2 separate regions of the Anser cygnoides genome follow, and region 2 is linked to region 1. Evidence: chromatin contacts called from public Hi-C data. All regions are on one chromosome and are shown on one strand. Each heading gives the region's core, a stretch centred on a gene start, on an enhancer-like site or on the middle of the called end of the contact. The rest is flanking DNA. Distances are from core to core; before and after follow the strand shown.

The links. A called contact is a pair of places that touch in the nucleus more often than the background predicts.
Region 2: a Hi-C map of liver shows a contact between it and region 1, with 2.6 times the contacts expected there. The contact joins the promoter of GPR153 here to the promoter of C23H1orf174 in region 1. A contact is called at or near these places in 2 of 7 Hi-C or Micro-C datasets (both in liver).

Annotation. Positions count from the first base shown.
Region 1 is chr23:7,630,594-7,636,911 of Taihu_goose_T2T_genome, reverse strand. It overlaps C23H1orf174 (chromosome 23 C1orf174 homolog), which reads left to right and starts at 4,104. Exons shown (of 3, transcript XM_048067451.2): 1 at 4,104-4,255; 2 at 5,268-5,765. The coding sequence starts at 4,181. It overlaps LOC136786883 (a long non-coding RNA gene), which reads right to left and starts at 4,110. Exons shown (of 3, transcript XR_010826426.1): 1 at 3,677-4,110; 2 at 3,350-3,507; 3 at 3,028-3,256.
Region 2 is chr23:8,037,124-8,043,441 of Taihu_goose_T2T_genome, reverse strand. It overlaps GPR153 (G protein-coupled receptor 153), which reads left to right and starts at 3,859. Exons shown (of 6, transcript XM_066982153.1): 1 at 3,859-4,030; 2 at 5,196-5,661; 3 at 5,802-6,231. The coding sequence starts at 5,285. It overlaps ACOT7 (acyl-CoA thioesterase 7), which reads left to right. Exons shown (of 9, transcript XM_066982164.1): 8 at 321-505; 9 at 2,589-3,337. The coding sequence ends at 2,693.

The sequences.
Region 1 (6,318 bases), core at 2,855-5,354:
GGTTTGCGTGAGAGCTGCCTTCACCCCCTTCCCCCTAATAAAGCAGTGCAACGGTGACTAAGCAAAGAAATGATGCTGGGAGTGCCTTGGGCTTGTGTTTTGGGCTGAACGCAGCGGGGTTGCTCCCACGGCCGGCCGGCCAGGGCAGCTGGTGGGTACCTGCGGGCAGCGAGGGGCTGGAGGAGGTGGTGAGGCTGCTCTGACCCCGGCTGGGAGCAGCGGGCACCGGGGCTGCCGTGTCACCTCCCAGCCCCTTTGGGGTTGAGCTGCTCCCACGTAACGCTCCCGACCCGATTTTAACGCGGCGCTCGGGCTGCCCGCCGCTCTGCGGGGTGCGGAGAGGGCAGCACAAAAAGGGGAGAGGGAAAAGCGAGAGGCTTCCCAGGTGTGATGTGATGCAGCCTCCACACCTTGGGGGATGAGTGCGGCCTCCTGCGAGGGAGGGCAGCTGCCCGGGGCCGGGGCCGGGGCCGGGAGCTGCTTCTCCCCCGGCCGCGCTGCATCTCCGGTGTAACAGTGACCCCCAGTGTCCGCAGCCGCCTCCCCCAGCTCTTAGCGGGATGGCAAACCCTGCAACCAACCTTTCTGAAAAAAATAAAAAAATAAAAAAGTGTTGGAAAGGGAACGCCTGTTTGCACGACTGCTGTTAAGCAGCTATTAGATGGAGACAGGAAAAAACCCCTGTAAGCCGTTGTTCGGCTCTGTAGCAGCAGCGCTGCGTTGCCGCAGCCCTTGCAATCAGCCAGGCTCCTGGAGCAATGGTAATGATTTGGTCTCAGTGGGATGTTCTGCGCTGGGAGAGATTTACTCGGGTTTTGTGAAACGCTTTAAAAAAATCAACGTTGCTTAAAGCAGTCAAAGCCCTTGGAAGGGGAGGAAGCCTTGGGCAGATCAGGTGCCCTGAATTCGTGGGCTGGTGTTTGCTGAGTGCCTTGGGAAGGGTTTGCCACATAACCTCTAGAGATAGTTACAAAAACCAGGTATTTGCATCAGAACTGGGGAGGATCTTATTGCCAGCCCTGGTTGGGATCTGGCATCCGCGGCTGTACGGGCGGCAGGGAGGGCAGCGTGGCGCAGCTCCTCTGCCAGCCCAGCACCACAACTGCCCCGCTGCAGGCTGCTTCTCTGGATTCTCAGCTATCCCTTCAGGTTTTTCATTAAAGTAATGAATTTCGCAATTTTTCTTTGCTGCTCTTTCGCGCAAAGCCAATGTACTCTGCTCAGTTGTATTAATTTCTTCAGATTCTAGCATGCCACATTTGGCTCTCGATAAGGTATTAGAAAGAAATCCAAAATAAGGCTCAAAGAGAGGTTTTTCATCTGGCATGCACAAAATTTAATTGTGTCATCAGTTCCCTGTTGTTGCTCTGTCTGGGCTCTCTAGTTCACGGTGTGAACATTCCTTGGTAGTTAATATGAAGGTTTTATCTGGGTTTGAGTGGTGCAAAGGTACTCCAGATAGCACTGCCCTGGGCAGCCGGTGTCGGAGGGCTGCAGACTCGCCTGAATGTTTCAGTTCCAGCTAGTTCTATCAACTCATCAGCAATTCTTCCAGGAGACAGTGGCTCTGGCAGCCCAAAATCAGCAGTTCAGTATTCAGTCATTACCTGAGTTGGCATGACAACATCGTGGCAGCGCGACTGGAAGGAACGGTGGCGAAAGGGCTGTCTCCAAAGCCCCAGCTAGACTAATTCATCCTGCCAGAGCTGGCTCTGCGAGGAGGCGCTGAGCGCAGGAGGATGCTGCAGCCCAGGTCTCCCTATCCCGGCTACGAGGCGGGGGAACCTCATTCAGCTTTTTCCCCAGGTGCCGTTAATGAAGAAGAATGCAGCCACCTGAGCTAAAAATAACTTTTCCATAGCAGGAAAAGACCAGTCCGCGCTCCTGCTGGATGCTTGGTTAGTTTGATAGATCTCTCATTCAACAGTTCACAGCCGTTGTGTTTACAGGCAACATTATTTTTGGCTGCCGTCCCCAGCATGTCACCAATGTTTAACCAAATGAACTTGGAGGATTATAACAGACAGGGACACTGGTGGAAGTGACAGGCACAGAGACAAGTGCTGCAAGAAGCTAATTTACACATCGAGTTTCACAGCCTGACCCTCCCTTCCTGCACAATAAGCTCATCAGCTGCTGCTTTACACCCGCCAGCCAGCTTTCATAAAAATGAGGGAGATCACAAAATCTCCTTTTTTTTTTTTTGGTCTGCCTGCTTAGACAACAGATTCTAATAAAAAGCACTTTATAATATTGTTGAGACTAAGTCCTCTTTTCTGTGGAAATGTGAATTTAATGTAAATAGTTTGTGCTGCTCTGATTCTCTTTAAGGGCTTCTTGGCTGCTAGCAGTCTCTGCGCAGTCTTTCAAGTCACTCAGGAGACAATGCTGTTGAGATGTGGACTGATCTTGGAGGGGGTCTCCATTCTTGCTGCCTCTCCTGGGATGCTCTCTGCACTGTGTGATGGATGTTTTCTCAGAGAGGGATCAGCTGTATTTCAGAAAATGCAACATCTGCAGTTGTGAAATTGCCATCATTTTCTCATGAAGTAAGGTTATTGTTGGGGAGAGAATGCAGTGACCAGAATACAAGAGCTCTGCAAAAAGCCCTGGCATTCTGGATGTGTGTGTGCAAGGTGCTGCATCCCCTCACTCCCTGGTGAGCCTGGCACCCAGAAAGATAGAGGGGAAAGACATCCCTTGTAGAAAGCATCTCGGTGCTCTGGCATGTGTTATTTCGCTGTCAGAGAGAAGAATTTTAAAAGGAGAATAGACGACTGGATCCATATCTGGGCAGAGGTGCAAGGGTTAGTCCCGGGTTCTGCCTGCTGTATGGCTGTGTCCGTGCTGGGCCACCGAAGCATGCCAGGCTGCAGGGGGCTGAGCCACCACTGCCCTCGTCGCTCTAACATGCATGTCAACTTTACAAAGCAGCGTAAAGAATGAGAAATGCAAAGTGTTATGGAAAGAATTTATTAAAATCCTCAAAATTCTTTTTTTCTTACTATTTTCAGTTCATGGGGGGAATTAAAGCAGCAACCAAGTTTTCCAGCAACAGAAATGCTGCTCTGCAGCCACCTCCAGTCCTCTTCTGTTTACGAGACAATATAAGTTTTCACTGTATAATAAAAACAATCATCTGTATTCTTTGGCTGCAAGCAACAACACTGTGAGAGAGTGGAGCAAGACTTGATGCTTTTGGAGGAGAATATGAATTATCTTAGCCGCAGAACAAAGCGCAGAAGACCCCTGAGCACTAAGTGAAATTGCAAAACAACATATCAGGAATGTCTCTGAACCTCAGCAGCTTAACTGGGAGACGTTCTGGTTTTGAGAAAAAATGTCTTACCTGAATATTCTCAGAGGTACATTGTTGCCACATTTCTGAGATTCAAATTGTCGCTCATGTTTTTTAAGGGCAGGTTGCACGGACAAGAATTTTGTCTGCTGACTTGGATTGAGGAGCACAGGAAACATCCTCAAACCTTAGAGAATTGTGGTATGGATCTGAAATGAGTGAAAATGTTAACGGCTTGCAATAAATAAATAAATAAATAAATAAATAAAAAGGTCCAGGAGGACCCTGCCTGCAGCAGCGTTGGACCTTCGATTCCCTGCAGCGGGTGAGCATCCTACCTTACCTCCCCCAGTAAAATGAGTGAAGATAATTACATACTTAAATCTAGGTGTCTCGCTGCTTTGCTACACAGAAATTCATCTGCTATCGTCAGAGTCCTTGAAGTTAAAGAGGGATTTGAGTTACTAACATAATTTGTTCCCTGAGGGCTGTGGAAGCGAACCGAGAGGCATATCTGCATAATAAGTCCCCAACCGCACATCTTAAAACCGAAGCTAGTGCCGTTCCAGATGCAAGACACTGGCAAGTGCAAGACCTGAAATGTTTATAACCCACACAGCCAGCGGGCACAACTCGTTGTTTTTCCCAGGCAGCAGCCCACCGGGGAGGAGCGGGGCGCCAGCTCCTCGGTTTTGGTGTGCCAAAGGCCGGTTTTAACACCACCCTGACCGGGGGCAAAGCCCGGGGCTGCGTTGAGCCGGGTACCGTGGTGGTGACCCCCCCATACCGGCCCGGAGCCCCCCTCCCTCCGCCCCGGGGGCCGCCCGAGGCCGGGGCCCGGCCCCAAAATGGCGGCCGCGGCCTCACGCCCCCTCCCCCAAGATGGCGGCTGGAGGCCCGGCGGGGCGGGCGGGAGCCGGGGCTTCGCGTGGGGCCGGCCGCGGGAGGAGCCGCCAGGTGAGGGGCGCTGCGGGCCCGGGGCGCGGGGGGAGCCTCCGGGGCGGCCTCTGGATGCCGGCCGTGCCTCCCTGCGCCCGCTCGGGGAGACCTTGGCCCTCCTGGCGGCGTTCGGTGGTGCGGCTCCGGCTGGCGAGCGGTTCCTACAGATGTAGTTTGCCTTGCACTTTGTAAAATAACTTAATTTTCCACGTGGTTTCGTGGGTTGTAACCGTTCGGGCAGTTCTGTGCAATTAATGGTTGGTGAAATAGCCCCTCAATCCCCCGTGCAAGTTGCTAATTGTAAGGAAATATCGACCCCATCGCTGCCGCTCGCTCCTGTGCGTGGTGTGGGCTGTGTGAACGTACAGCGTGGTGTACACGGCTGCTCTGCGAACCGTGGCTTCCAAAAGACTTAAAATCTGCCCTAGGAACTGCAGGGAGACTAATTATAAACAGCTGCCAGCTGAGTGACACTGTGTCAGATTTACCCACAGAGCTTACGTGAACGCTTCACCTTTCCCACCTTTATTAAACGTGTGTGCAAAAATACAGTGCCTGAGTAGGGCTGTGTGCTACAGAGTTAATTTTTGGATTCATAATTAATTGTTTGAAATACTGTGGAACGAGTCTGTGCAGTGTGCTGTTACCCAGCCAGCAGGCTCTGCCAGCAGATGGTAGTTCGTTCTGTTACGCTCATTATGATCTATAGCGTCCCTAAGAAAACATGAAGATGGTGATTAGCCACGTCCTGCACTAGTTTACGCTTTGAGAGGATTTCTGTTGGTGATGAGCTATACATTGTGGTCTAGTGTAACCTATCTGCTCCTCTTTTTTACATGCATTTTCTAGTAATTTTGCTGAGTGTTGCAGGTTTGAATCGGGCTGCAGCTCCTTGACAAACACTGGCTGCTCACCTGATGGAGCCATTCAGTTTCACATCTAGCCTTGCAACTAATGAGATCTGGTGATTTATTTATTTAGTTAGTTGGTTTTTTTTGATAGCTTCACGATCTGATTTTTCTTCTAACAGTCTTCACGCAAAGCAGCTGACAGACAACCCTCAAAGAGGCTAAAATGTGAAAAAAACAGTCTAGTAAAATCAGAAGTAGAAGGTTGTACATGCGGGACTGGGAACCTTGCAGTGAGGAAGGCAGCACCGAAAACATCTGCTGAGGATTCACATTCAGAAGATTCAGGAGACTGTAATATAATTGAACAGAAAAAAGGTGAAAGCATTCCAGAGACTAGTGAAGAGAGACAGGAAAAGGAGCATAATGTTTCTTTGAAGCCATTTGCAGAGAAATCAAGTAGTGCTCCTTCAAAAACAGAAAGCAATGAAAATCTGCAAAATCATGTCAGCAGTGAAGAGGAAAGCAGCTGTGAGACTGTACTTTCAGATGAGTCTAGCTTGAAGGATGGAGATGTCCCAAAGAAACCGACGGAACTAGATAACAGTGCTTTCTTGGATGAAGACAGTAACCAGCCAATGCCTGTGGACAGGTTCTTTGGAAACATTGACTTTATACAGGTAAGATGGTGAAAGTCTGTTCACTTTTTATAGACTCAGTTCTGTTCTGTTTCAATATTAGTCTCAAAATTGTCAGCAAGCTTGACCAGCGTTGGTAGTCGGATGAAGAAATATCCCCGTCCACCAAATGGAAAGATTTGTCTCTGTCAGAGACAAGCCGAGTTTATTTCAGATGCAAAATCCTTCTTGGTTAGATTTTATTACTCCAGTTCTCTAAGGTAGCCTTTTTACTCACAAAGATATACATAGCTGTACTACGGTGGAAGAATGTTATCCTTTCAAAACAGTTTTTCATTGGTCACTGGTTCTTAACTATGAATATTTTAAATCTTTGGGATGGAAATTTGTTTATGGCCATCTCTGCTTTTGGAATGCTCAGGGTAAATTTGAATCTCTGGTCTGCATTTAACATTATAAACTTTTGGACAAATGATGCTTTCATCTTTCAGGTGTTTAATGAGGATTGGTGTTTAGTGGGAGACAACTTATGGTTTAGTGGGTGTACTAAGGATTCATTTGTAGAGCGCTTAACCCTCTCTGAATCCTTTTCAAG
Region 2 (6,318 bases), core at 2,610-5,109, 410 kb before region 1:
AGAACTCTGCAGCATCCCCTGCGCTGATGCAGAGAGACCTGGGGCAGGTGGCACCCGGTGCCTGGAACACGTTATTGGGCATCGAATTAATCTAGGGTGCCCAAAACTGAGTGGTGCTGGTGCGCGAGGAGCATCGCTGGGGCAGCCCCTGTGGGGAACGCTGGCGGCTGCGGCCTGGGGCCGAGCCCTGCCAGGGGCATCGCGGGTCCCCCGTGGGCACGCTCAGGGTCCCGTGGGCCCTGCCTGCATGTGGCGAGCTTTCCGCTCGCAGTTGCGGCCGCGGTGCCCTCGTGGGTGAACCACCCCTCTCCGCTCCGCAGGTAGCGTTATCACCATCTCGGGGCGCATGACCTTCACAAGCAATAAGTCCATGGAAATTGAAGTCTTTGTGGATGCCGACCCTTTTGTGGATGAGCCGCAGGAGCGATACCGTGCCGTCAGCGCGTTCTTCACCTACGTGTCCCTGAGCAAGGAGGGGAAGACCCTGCCTGTCCCTCAGCTGCTGGTAAGAGCTCGCTTGGTGCGCGCACAGCCCCGGGCTGCTCAGGCTTCTGAGCACAAATGTTCTGCTCTTTGCTGCAAGCAGGGGAGGTTTCAGGCTTCCTGTTTATTAAACACTGAATATTTTACATACTTGGGCTTTTCATGTGATGCCCTCAGGGCTTTGTTGTCCAACAAAACCTCTTCCTCTGAATTGTTCAGCAGAAAAACATGAGCATAAATGAACCTCGCCAAGCCAGGCTTCGGGGTTGTTTTTTGTTTTTTAATTTCTTCTGGCTGAAAACTGCCAGCAAAGAGATTGTTTTTCCTTTCTCACAACTGAGGAAAATCTGTCGCTGGAGCTTCACGGCTTCCTCCCTCCCCGCGGTGACCTGATGGGTGCCCGCAGCCCCCGGCCCCGCCGCCCTCCTCCCGCTCCCGGCTCCCGGATGCCGGCGGCGCTGCGCTGACGCAGCGCTGATGGCAGGGAGTTGTTTCTTGATTAATATTTCATGCCGAGTAGGTCTCCTTCTGTTCCGTGCTCTGTGGCATTTTGGAGTATTTTGTGGGCTAATTATACATTAGCCATCCAAGCTGCGTTCCACGGAGCCGTTTTCCATCCCCGCTTCCTGCGGCAGGCGGCGCGGTGCCTCCTGCGCGCTGTGGGACGCGCGGCACTGCCCGACGGCCGCGGGCTGGGGCTGGCTCCGACCCCACACGGCGCTGGCCAGGCCGGCAGCACCGCGGCTCCACCACCACGGTGCGACTGCTGCCGCGGGGCTGCCAGTGCTCGAGGGCAGGATCTGGCCCGCTGCCCGGCAGGTTTCCCACCAGGTGCTCGTGTCCGAACGCTCGCGTCCAACCCGTGCGCTGCCTCTGGCTCCGGCCCCAGCTGAAGTTGAACTTGGGAGATCTCTTTCTAAATTTCTGAGTAATTTAGGGAATGCGTGTTACTGGATTGAAGTGTGCTGCTAGCTATTAGTCTGTTCCTGTGAATATGTCCTGGTGGGGTTGGGTGGCACCGCAGCAGTGCGGGGCTCCTGGTGTCCTTCCTCGCAGGCAGGAGCTGAGCCGTGGGGAGCCTGGGCGTGAGACGAGGTTGTGCTTGTCCCTAACGGGGGTGCTGCCGGCTCCGTTATGCTCGGGCTGGGTTTCTCTGAGTGATGTCCTGAATTAAAGAGGTCGCTGGACTGAGGCAGCCACGGCACCATGGTCACGGGCAGCCCATGGTGTGGCAGCACGGCCATGCGGGGAGCAGGGGTCGCTTTTCTGTAGGGCTTTGACATCAGGGTGAGCCAAGTTTTCAGCTGTGATTGCGTTGCCTGTCCGAGCAGGCAGTCCAGGCAGAGCAGACAGAGTTGCATCTTCTTGCTGGCAGTAATTTAATTATTAATCTCTATTGTCCCAGTGGAGCTCAGAGTAATGCATCTTTAACGAGCTCTCAGAGGGAGCCGCGCTGTGTGCAGCGATGGCATTTCTTTTTTCTCTCTGCTGCGAGCTAACCTGAAGGGCATCCATGCTGGGGGCTCAGTGGCTGGCGGGGTGGGGGCCGCTTGGGGCCCCCCGCCCGGGGCACGTGGCTGCAGGGCTCGGGGTGAGCGGCAGCACGGGGCCAGCAGCCCGGGGCCGCAGCTTCTGGGAGCGCGACGCGGTGCAGTGCTGGTGGTGAGGGTGCGACCTCGGGGCTGCCTTGCCGCAAGTGCCTTGCGGTAACCCTGCGTCATCTCCGGGTGCGGGAGCGTCCCTTGGCTGTGAAAGGAGCTCCCACACCCGAGTGGCGTCCAGAGGCTACGGATGGCCTGGGGCAGAGGGGATGGAACACGGTGCAAGGCTGATGTGGGACAACGTGGAACTGTCGCAGCGAGGGGCCGTGAGGTGAGGGTGGTGCCCATCGTGGGCAGCGGGAGCAGCCGGCGGCGCCCAGGACGTGGCCAGGCTCCATCCGGCACCTCCCACGGACGGTGCTGTGGGCGCCGCCGACAGCTGGAAGGGAACTGAACTTATTGATCGAACGAAGTCCGTGTAAACTTGCCCACGCATCAGATCTGCCCGTTCAGATCCTAATTAAGCTAATGTTCATGGCTTTGCTTTCTTTCGGTTACTGCCAGACGGAAACCGAGGACGAGAAGAGGCGCTTCGAGGAAGGGAAGGGGAGATACCTCCAAACAAAAGCCAAGAGACAGGCGCAGATGCAGCAGGCTGCCCAGCACTGATCTCCGACCCGGACCAAAGCGCTCGCAGGAGAGCCGCGCGCTGCTCAAGTATTCACTCGGCCAAACCTCCAAGTTCCCATTCGTGTTGTGTTACGTGTGCGGGGCCTCGTGCGCTGCCGCTGCGCCGTGCCGTGCCGCAGGAGCGGGCTCGAGCAGAGCCGGTGTTCTGGGTGCGCCGCAGCCTGGCCCGCGGTGCCGCAGCGATGCCACCAGCGAGCTGCTGCTGGGTTTACCGCCCTCGCCCCGTGTATTAAACGGCTTAAATGCTCCAGAAAGCCTCTGGGATCTGCCTGGCTCTCGGGAGCGTTTGCGTCGGTTTGTCAGTGAGCCCCAGAGCCCTGGTTTGGGGGTTTAATCCCCTCAGTGAAACTCCTGCCCGCACTGCAGTGGCGCGCACGCACGTGGCAGCACAAGGGGCGCACGAGGCCCCGAGTCTTTGTGAAGCTGTGTTAAACTTACAGTATGTCCTAAAAATGTACACCAAAGCTTATTTATGATACTTGCGACTATAAATGCGACCGAGTATTGTATTGAATGTCTCAGCCCCTTCCATTGACAGCCCTAGGTAGTATCTCCGTGCGCATCTAAGTTATTTGAGGAATACTGTGACATAAATAAAGTCTGTCATCTCTGACTGAAATAAAGGGGGTGTCGCTTTTTTCCCGAAGCGGCGGCACGGCTGGCTTAAGAGCTTATTCCAAACCCTCGCTCTGAGCTGCAGCGGCGCCGGCTGCCGAGGGCGTTCAGCTCCGTGCTGACATTTCCCCGCTCCCCGTAATCCCCGGGGGGGCTCGCAGCCCCCTGCCTCTGCCCTGGGGGGGGGGTGGACCCCCGGGCCGGCTCCCCTTTGTCTCCCCAAGGGGGCCGCGGGGCCGGAGCCGCTGCCTGCGCCGGGCGGGGGGTCCGGGGGTGGCCTCGCAGGACGCCGGTGGCAAAACCGGGCAGGGGGCTGCGGCCCCCGGGGAGGGGGAGCCGGGGGGGGTTGGGGGGCGTCCAACGGACAGGGTGCAGGGACGAAGCCGCCGTCGCCGCGCCCGTCCCCGTGGCGGTCCCCGGGGGCGCTGCGGGGGACGCTCGGGGGGGCGGGGGCCGGGGTCCGCTCCCGCTCCCGCTCCCGCTCCGTGCCCGTGCCCGTGCGCGCGCGGGCGGTGCCGAGACATGCGCTGTGCCGCCCGCCGCGGCCCCGGCTGGGCGCTCGGCGCGGCGCGGCGCGGCTCGGTGCGGGAGGCAGCCCCGCGGCGGGGCACGGCGCCGCGGAACCGGGCGGAACCGGGCGGAACCGGGCGGAACCGGGCGGAACGGGCGGAACCGGGCGGCGCTGCGCCCGCGGCGGGCAGGTAGGGGCGGGGCGGCACCGGCACCGGCACCGGCGGCGTCCTTCTGCCGCCGGGCTGCCCCCGCCGTCGGGCAACCGGGGGCGCGGTGCGCAGGAGCCGCGCCGGGGAGCGCGGGGCGCCGCTCCGGTACCGGGCGGGACCGGCGGGGCCGCGGGCGGGCGAGGGGCAGCGGGAGCCGGGGCCGGGGGGGGGCGGCGCCGGCGCCCCTCGGGCAGCCCCCGGGGAGGCAGCTCCGGCTCTGCCCGACGGCGCCTCCCGGCTCCGGGGCGCCCGGGGAGGCCGAGCCCCGCGGGCGGAGCGGGGCGGCGGGGGCGAGCGCGGGGCTTCGGGCCGTGGAGCCGCCGCCGAGGACGGGCCGTCCGCGGGGGGTCCCGCACGGCGGGGGCCGCCGAGCCCCCGGGGCGCTTCGCGCTGCCTCCCCCGCAGCCCGGCGCCTCCCGAGACGCGCGGCGGGGGGCTGCGGGGGGCCGGGGTTACGTAAGAGCGGGTCTCTCCCCCTCCTCCGCCTCCTCTTCCCTCCTCCTCTCTGCCCCCCGCGCCGCGCAGCGCCCCGGGGGCAGGCCCACGCGGGGTCTGTCTCCCGCGGAGGAGCAGCCCCTGCGCAGCCCGCACGGCCGGAGCCCCGGGAAGCTCCCCGCATCCGCGGGGTGTCCGGGAGCTTCCCCGGGGCACCGTCCGCGTGGGCCGTGGGCTTCCCTCGGCAGCACAGCAGGCTCCGGAGGCTGTTTTTCCTGTAGTTATTTTTAAGAAAGAAAATCCTCGTCTTTTAATGGGAAGCCCAGAATAGCTCCTGGCGTTTGGCAGCCGTGTGATGCGGCTCGTGGGTGCTGTGCGGGGCTGTGCCCCGTGGGCAGACCCCGCAGGAGGGGTCCCTGACCCCCGAGCATCTCGCTGGCCGGCACGGCACGGGGCTGTGGGCAGCTTCCCGCTCCGGGGGCGAGGAGGTTGTGTCGGCAGCGCCGTGGCTGCCAGCTTGCTGCTTCTTCCCGAGGAGTCTAATTATAGCTGCGAGACTGCGGTGCCTCCTCTCCACCCGCTAACGTGCCCGTGCCGGAGGCCCTCAGGCACATCCTTGGTGGGGAACGGCCCTCGGGCGAGCGTGCGTGGGGACGCGGCGGCACCACGGGGCACCCGTGGGGTGCTGACAGCCTGCGCTCGCTTGCAGGTGCTGGGCTCGGCGGCGCCCCAACCAGCCTCGATGGACCGTGGTGCGCCCTAGGATGCCTGCGGCTGCGGCCCCGCAGCGCCTCGCCAATGGTGCCGCGTCCCTCCACCATGCGCGATGAGCAGCGGCTGCCCGGCAATGCGGTAGCCTGGCTGGCGTGCGCTGGGGTCTCGCTGCTCGCCAACGCCTGGGGCATCCTCAGCATCAGCGCCAAGCAGAAGAAGTGGAAGCCGCTGGAGTTCCTGCTGTGCTCCCTGGCCGGGACCCACATCCTCAACACCGCCATCCCCATCACCACGTACGCGGTGGTGCAGCTCCGGCGGCGGCGCTCGGGTTATGAGTGGAACGAGGGCCTCTGCAAGGTCTTCGTCTCCACCTTCTACACCCTCACGCTGGTCACCTGCTTCTCCGTCACCTCCCTCTCCTACCACCGCATGTGGATGGTCCGCTGGCCCGTCAACTACAGGTACCGCGGCTTTGCCTGCCCCGTGCTGCGTCCCCGGGCACGCTTCAGTGGCTGTGCCAGCACCTGGGGAGGGGCTGAGAGCCCTGGCACGCAGGCCCCACTGTGCTGAGCATGTCGGGGGCTCTGCCCCCTCTCCCCAGGCTGAGCAACACCAGGAAGCAAGCTGTTCACACTGTGATGGGGATTTGGATGGTCTCCTTCATCCTCTCCACGCTGCCGGCAGTAGGGTGGCATGACACCACCGAGCGCTTCTACGCCAGGGATTGCCGCTTCGTCGTGACGGAGATCGGCCTGGGCTTCGGCGTCTGCTTCCTGCTCCTCATCGGGGGCAGCATGGCTGTGGGCGCCGTCTGCATTGCCATCGCCCTCTTCCACACCGTCTGGGGACGGCGGGGCCCCGACGCCAGCAGGAACCGCTTCCATGTGCCCACCATCGTGGTGGAGGATGCCCAGGGCAAGCGGCGCTCCTCCATCGACGGCTCCGAGCCCATCAAGACCTCCCTGCAGATCACCTACCTGGTCACCGTCATCGTCCTCATCTACGATGTCCTAATGGGCTTCCCGGTGCTGGTGAGTGCCACGGGGACGGGGCGGGGGCGTGCGGGGGCCGCTGGTGACGTGCCGGTGCCGCAGGTGGTGAGCGCCGCCAGCCTGCGC